Regions from separate parts of the Sus scrofa genome. Here region 1 is linked to region 2. Evidence: chromatin contacts called from public HiChIP or PLAC-seq data. All regions are on one chromosome and are shown on one strand. The core of a region is the stretch at or near the end of the contact, and the rest is flanking DNA. Distances in the headings are between cores, read along the strand shown.

What was found. HiChIP or PLAC-seq counts read pairs in DNA pulled down with a chosen protein or histone mark.
Region 1: a contact with region 2 is called in an H3K27ac HiChIP or PLAC-seq map of alveolar macrophages. The contact joins the promoter of ZKSCAN1 here to the promoter of TRIM4 in region 2. A contact is called at or near these places in 3 of 47 Hi-C or Micro-C datasets (embryonic fibroblasts, heart right ventricle and skeletal muscle) and 2 of 2 datasets of contacts at active chromatin or transcription factors (alveolar macrophages and skeletal muscle).

What each region holds. Positions count from the first base shown.
Region 1 is chr3:7,918,049-7,922,115 of Sscrofa11.1, forward strand. ZKSCAN1 (zinc finger protein with KRAB and SCAN domains 1) reads left to right here and starts at 2,593. Exons shown (of 7, transcript XM_021086191.1): 1 at 2,593-2,748.
Region 2 is chr3:7,836,161-7,839,644 of Sscrofa11.1, forward strand. It overlaps TRIM4 (E3 ubiquitin-protein ligase TRIM4), which reads right to left and starts at 1,427. Exons shown (of 6, transcript XM_003124333.5): 1 at 803-1,427. The coding sequence starts at 1,321. It overlaps LOC110259868 (a long non-coding RNA gene), which reads left to right and starts at 1,494. Exons shown (of 2, transcript XR_002342269.1): 1 at 1,494-1,635; 2 at 3,008-3,484.

The sequences.
Region 1 (4,067 bases), core at 1,343-3,842, 83 kb after region 2:
ACACATGATTTCACATCTATCGCATCAGGCTTTTCCATATGGCAAGGAACAAAGAGACCCTCTTTTTTTGTTTTTGTTTTTGTTTTGTTTTGCTTTTTGGGGCTGCACCTGGGTCATACGGAAGTTCCCAGGCTAGGAGTCAAATCGGAGCTACAGCTGCCAGCCTATACACAGCCACAGCAATGCCAGATCCGAGCTAGGTCTTTGACCTACACCACAGTTCCTGGCAACGCCAGATCCTTAACCCACTGAGTGAGGCCAGGGACAGAACCTTCGTCCTCATGGATGCAGCCTTCACCCTCATGGATGCTAGTCAGATTTGTTTCCGCCGTGCCATGACGGGAACTCCAAAACGGGATTCTTGTTGGCGAAGGATTTATTGTGAGAACACTCAGGGAAGTAGAGAGACAGGATGCAACAGCATCTGCAGCAAAATCAAGCAACACAGAGAATAAAACTTCGTTTGGAGCCCGAAGGTTATTCAGGCAGTCGCCTCCCTTGGCTGTAGGCCCTCAGTGCTAAGTGGCTGGGCCCCCTTCTGTGAGCTCTGCCATGTGGTGTATCAGCGCCTGGTGGTCTGTTTCTATAGCTCTGTTCGTTTTTCTCTGCTGAAGCCTCTGCTTACTCATACCACCCACAGCTTCATGGCTTCTATCACCCAATGCCTTCTGCAGACTTACTTCTGCTTGGCCCCAGTTTTCTCTATCTCACATTTGAACTCCCAAAGGAAGGTGATCTAATTGCTTGAGTTGCCTACTGTTCCATTTGCCAGAGCTCTCAGACCAGGCCCCTTCCATACTTCCACGGGCCAGCATAAGCATAAGATGTGCTTTCATCAAGTGCCCAGTTCTGATCCCACCAGCCTGGGTCCAAAAAGGGTCACACACTATGAATGTGACAAGTACTTCAAGCAAACCAGCCACCTGTCCAGTACAATCATAGTTTCAAACCATGTTTAACACAATAAATAAAAACATATACATAAGAAAACAGATAAGAAAGGGATAAATTAAAGCCATCACAGCTGGGTTAATATGGAAAGATTATAGGTGATTTTTTTCTCTGTTTTGCAATTTTCATTTAGTGATATTGTAATTGCCTTTTACTTTCCAAGTTTGTTTTTTTGGCCACAGCTTTGGCACGTGGAAGTTCCCCGGGGCAAGGGATTGAACCTGCTGCAGTGACAACGCCAGATCCTTAACCCTTTGTGCCACAAGGGAACTCCTCCAAGTATGTTTTAATTTTTTTAATTCAGTGCATTTTTATTATAATTGTACAGCCATCACCACAACCTAATTTTAGAATAGTTCCATCCCAAACCCCAGTCCATCCCTTCTCCCCAGTCTGTCCCCTTTGGTAACCGTAAGTTTTTCAAAGTCTGTGAGTCTGTTTCTGTTCTGCAAATAAGTTCATTTGTATCCTTTTTTAAGATGCCACATATAAGTGATGGCATATGATGTTTGTCTCTCATTGTCTAACTTAGCATGATCATTTCTAGGTCCATTCATGTTGCTGCAAATGGCATTATTTCATTCTTTTTTATGGCTAATATTCCATTGTATACATGTACCACATCTTCTTCATCCACTCCTCTGTTGATGGACATTCAGGTTGCTTCCACATCTTGGCTATTGTATGTGGTGCTGCAATGAACACTGGTGTTCATTGTACCTTTTCAAGTCAAGGTTTTCTCCGGATAGATGCCCAGAAGTGGGATTGCTGGATCTTACGGTAATTCTATTTTTAGTTTTTTGAAGAGTCGCCATCCTGCTTTCCATAGTGGTGGCACCAATTTATTTTTTAAAAAGTAATCTCCAAGCAATAGGAATCATGTAACCCAGATACTAAGTTCAGCCTCTCCCCTGAACTTGCCTTGGAATGTGAGCAAAGTCACAATCATTAAAGACGGTGGTCACTCTTGCACAGCAAGTGGAATATTATTTCTGCCTTATCTTGCCAGGTGAAGGTGAAGGCCCTAATTGCAGCTTGTGAGAGCACCTTGAAGGCAAAAAATGTCAGTTATTATTCTGAAATCTACTTCTAAACTGCTATAAGAGCATATGCCACATGAACAGAACACAGAATCTTATAACTAGCTTGGTTGCAGAAAGACGTCCTTTGTCTACAGGCCAAGTGTTTTGAAAATACCACCCACTCAACTGGCAGATTATCTCCAGGGCGTGAGAGAGTCTACCACGGTAGTTTTGTGAAACCAGCCATCCCTGGCTTCGCTTTGATCTTTCTCTGTCTACACCCTTCTTTCAGCTCCTCCGCCTCAGACATACAATTACTAAGTATTATTATTGTTTGATAATAACTATAATTACTACAAGCGCTGCCTGAGGTGGAAGAGGAGAAATCGAATTATCAGATGGACGGGTGTCAGAGCTGAACAGTATCCCGTAAAGCCTGAATCCCCTTCCCCTTGGTCCCAGCCTTAATTCGGGGCGCGCAGGCTGAGGGCGAGAACCCCCAGGCGGGAGGCTGGACCGCTGCAGGGCAGGGGCCGGGTCCAGCTTTCGGGCACCGAGATGCCAAATCCTCCCGCGCTCCTAGAGAGGACCCGGAAGCGCGGCGCAGTCCCGGAAGGCGAGGTGCTGACACACTTCCGGCCTTTGTGACTCATTGTGTCTGTGTCGAGGCGTCAGGAGGGCCTAGGTCCGTGTGCGGCGCCCTTCGGCCGGCCTGAGCCCCAGAGTCAGCTCCCCTTGCTCGCCCAGCGCCCCCAGGCCGCTCCCGGGGCTCACGGTGAGACTTGGGGCCGGCCTCTGGGGGGCGGGCGGGGCCGCAGGGGTGTGCATGGGGGTGGGCTCCGCAGCTGCGGCCCCCGGGTCCCCTCCGGGCTGCCAGGGCGCAGCGTGAAGCGGGTCCGTGCCCCCGTCCCCTTTCCAGGCCCAGCCGTAGGCAGCGCCGTCCCCCGGGGGAGACGTCCTCGCCCTACCCCGGATCCAGGCGGGAAGGGGGCGACGGTCCTTGGCCGGGGTTCCTGGGAGACCTGGGGAGCTGCTGTCTGCGGGCCCCTTCTGGGCCGCCCGCCTGCAGTGTCGTCATCGTCGTTTGACGTTTCTGAGAACCAGGTCGCGAGCGAACCGACCCCTGTCTGATTTTTCCCTGCTCTGCTTTCGTCGCCATTTGCTTTGATTCCAGTGAGAGACTTTTTTTTTTTTTTTTCGGGGTCCTTGCAGGATCTCGAGGTGAAAAATGCGGAAGTCCGAGAAATGGACACGTTTCGAGGTGCCGCATATGTGTTTCCAGATCACCTGCATCTCTGCACCCCACCCCCACCCCCGAGCGGTGATTAAAGAGTCTTTGAAGCCTAGTCAGAGGGGATGAAGATGTGATTCGGATCTGGTAGGGATTATGGCCATCCCACTCTCAGCTTTGTGGAAATATTTCGAAGGCTGAAAGATTAGGTGGATTTTTCATTTCTGGGTCGTAGTCACTCTGCTTGACTTGGAATGAGAATTTGTGGAAATTGCGCTGGGCCATTAGGAGACTGTTTAACTGAATGACCTTGGATAAGACCAGACACGTCCCCCACCTGTTTTGTCATTGATAAAATCCACTAGGTTTTCTCAAAAGGCCTTTCCAGCTTTGAAGTTCTTTGATTTTGGTCCGAGTAGTTGAAAGATTCAGCTACATTTCAGCCTGACACTGCCCCCCTCCCCTCCCTCCAGTACACAATACGGTACTTTCATTATAGAGAGTGGCTGTTACATGGCCTGGGACCAAAGAAAGCATTTATTGTACAGGCCAGTGCTAGGCGGATTGGAGGTGGTCAATAAATACTTGTTGAACTGAATTGTGGAGGATTCATTTTAACCAGTCAACAAAGCCCTGTTACTGTATTGGGTGGCCAAATGTGGAGAAATAGCTTTATTATTTAGGGAACCGAAATGATAATTTGCCCCAGAATGTTTCTCCAAGTTTGTATTGTCTTCTGGTTACTATGCAAGGTTCTTGTTCATTATTTGGGCAGTTTTCACCAAAATTAAAATACAGAGAAGCTAACTACTTCATGCCATAGTCTTTTGCTGATTCTCTGCCTGATCTAAGCACTGACGGTT
Region 2 (3,484 bases), core at 177-2,676:
TTTAACCGAAGCTTCTTAACCCCTAAGATGGGAAGACCAGATCATCTCCAAATTCTAACACTCATTTTCCCAACTGATGAAAGAAGTTAGTTCACAAAATCCTGACCCATCCCCTCAGCCAGGCTTTTCTCAAATCCTCCGTGGTCTATGATATTTGCAGGTATAAACCATATCGTCCAATAGAGCAACCTCAGCCACGGGAGCATCTGAAATACCGCTAGTCCCAATTGATGTGTGCGGTCAACGTGAAGCAAACACAGATTTATTTCAAAAACCTATCATGAAAAAAAAAGTAAACGATCTCACTGATAATTTTTCCTATCAGTTAATACCGAGTGATAATATTTTGGAAAAGAGGGTTAAATAAAACATATTATTTATTGCTCTTCCCGTGGTTTTTCGTCTGCTTATCTTAAAAATTCTCTTAATAAAATGTTACTGATGTAGTTGAAAAAAATATTGAAATTAACATCACCTGCCTCTTTTTACTACTGAAAAACACTTTAGTAGCATGCGTGGCTCGTGTTTTTTGTTTCTATTGGACACCACTGGTATATAACCTTCTACAATGTTTGTCTTAAACTCCAGGAGGCCAGTCCCTTGAAAATTCTGCAAGGAGGACTACACCCCCCTCCCAATCCCTGTTTTAACTCCAGCCCGGAGATCGGTGAGTAGCTTAACTTTTTTGAGCCTGGGAGGGGGCCACGGGGGCGTTTCATGCTTCCAGCGGCAAAAGCGGCCACCTAGTGTAAACAGTACAAGTGCCCACGCAATTCCGGCAACCCTGCAACGGCCGGCTCACCCGGTAGCTCTGGAAGGCCTCGTCCATGGGGGCCATGGTGTGGGCCTGGTGCTCCTGGGACTCCCTGCACACCATGCACATGAGTCGCTGATCGTCCTCGCAGAAGAGCCGCAGCGGCTCCCCGTGACGGTCGCACAGCCCGCGGGACGCGGGGCCCTCGCGCCGGCGCCGCGCCTTCTGCGCCAGCCGGGCCAGGGCCCAGTTGGGCCGCAGCGCAGAGGGCGTCGACGGCCGCCGGCACTCGGGGCAGGGAAACTGGTTGCAGCCCTGCGCCAAACCGCGGCGCAGGCAGTCGCGGCAGAAGTTGTGGCCGCACTCGATGGACACCGGGTCCTCGAAATAGTCCAGGCAGATGGAGCAGCTCAGCTCCTCCTGGAGGTCCTCGGCCTCCATGCTGCTCCTCTGACCCCGATCCGGGGGCGGGGTCGGAGGAAAGGCCGGCAGGCTGCAGGCGGGCCCCCGAAGCCGATGGCCTTCCGACCTGCGGCCGCCGCCTCCCGCCGAAGGGCGAAGTGCCATCTCTTCCTGGGACCGGGATCCAGGCGGGGCCCGGGGACGGGGAGGAGGTCCTTCCCGGCGCGTCTGAGGGGGGCCGAGCGCGCGCACGGCAGGTTTCCGCACCCCGACGGCGCGCGGGGCATGTCGGGAGGGCGCGCCCCCACCGGGCGGACAGTAGAGATGCGGAAGCCCCCCCTCGGGAAGCCTAGAGAGGAGGCGAGGACCTCAGGTTTGCCGAGCGCGCGGCTGTGAGGCGACCGCGCAGCTGCAGCAGCAGCTGGTGGGGCAACGTGGGGAGGCGCTGGTGAACTTCGCTAGTCCTTCAGGTTTGCGAGGTGAGGTCAGTGTTGGCCGGCCGCTCCGGACGATTTAGGTTCTGACTTCCTAGGCGAGGTGCAGCTTATGGCCTGAAGGATTAGGAGGATCGGGGGCATCCCCTTAGGCTGGCTCTTCCTGAAGTCTCCCTTTTATCGTTCAGCCTCATTCTCCAGGAAAGGAATCTGTTCTCGTCCTCGAACCCCCGAGGTCTAGTTGAATTCCTAAAAAGGCAGGATTTCCTGATGCCCCCACGAAGCCCACCAACTCTCCAGGGATTCGAGGAGCCGGGCGAACAGGCCAGCTAAGTTTCGGAGGCGAGCGAACAGAAAAAGGAGTGTTTAGCCCCCACGACGTAGTAGGGAGCTTTCTGATCGCCTTGCCACCCTGATTTCCCTCTCTTTCTTCCATAGCGTAGGAGATAGAGGCAGCCCATTCTCACCATGGGGCACACTCGCCCAGTGTAGATAGACGTTCTAATAGTTAAGTTAGGGGGAAGAATCTAGGGTTAGACGGTCTTCCTCAGGTTTGAGACTTCCCACCAGTATTTAAGCGGTTCAGCGCCCAGGAGGTCTAAAGGACTCTGGGTGATCTGCCAGGAGTGGCTGTCGTCTAAGATTCTGGGAGGAAGCAGAGCCTGTAGCTGCTGCTGCTGGTGGTGCTGGAGCAGTTCCTGATCCTCCTACCTGAGAAGACTAGGACCACGTTGTCAGAGCAACACTCTAAGAGTGGTGGGAAGGAAATCAGGTGTTTTAAGTGGAAGTGCTTAAGATTCAGATGCGTAGATGCATTGTCTTTTGGTACCCAACTTGAACCACTTGCCATCCCATGTGTCATCCATTGAGCCTTTCAACAAACAATATGCTTGCCTGTTTCACAGTGTTATCTGTTTCTCTCCAATGGATTTTTATCTTGTGTTTCTGAGGTGTTTTTTTTTTTTTTCTTAAATTCTTCGCACTCTGTTCTGTTTCTTATGAAAGAAATTTTTAATTCTTCTTGTGTCCCCAAATCAGATACTGCCTTTCCCATAATATGCTGATTAGGGGATTTGAAAAAGGAGCGCTTGGGGGTCACTGTTTTGGGGGTTTGATGAAGGTTCCACAGAATGGCTATGTTTAAATGTTTAAATTATGCATCCGATAGCTGTGTTTTCTTTGTAAATTGGAATACTATACTGAGAAGAAATCTGAGTCTTCATATAGACCAAGCAGGAAGAGGTACTCTTATCGGTTATTGACGTTTCCCATGAGTGTTTTACTGCAAGTGTCTATATGTCTATATGTCTGCCTGTGTATTGAAGTATATCTTCTAATGTCTTTGTTTTCAATGCTGCCATACTCCTGAAATGAACATCCTTCTCTACTGAAAATGTTGTGGCTCCTGAATTGACAGCTTTATTCATTTGGAATTCATATGGCATTTCAGGGGATGCCAAGTGGCCAATCTTGAGAAAGAAGAACAAAGTAGGAGAACACACACTTCCCAATTTCAAACATTATTACAGAGCTACAGTAATTAAAATGTAGTACTGCCATCAGAATAGACATATACATCAATGGGAATCAAATTGAGAGTACAGCAACAGTGCCGTACAGCTACAAGCAATTGGTTTTCAGCAATGGTGCCAAAACCGTTATATGTAGGGAAAATTAGCCTTTCAACAAGTGGTACCGATGCAACTGGACATCCACATGCAAAAGAATGAAATTGGACCTTTAGATCATTCCACGCACAAAAGTTCATTCAAACTCAATCAAAGACCTAACATAAAGCTAAAACTATAAACCTCTTGGAAAAATGGGTGTATTCTTCACAGTCATGGATTATGCAATGATTTCATAACTGTAACACCAAAATCATAAGCAGTGA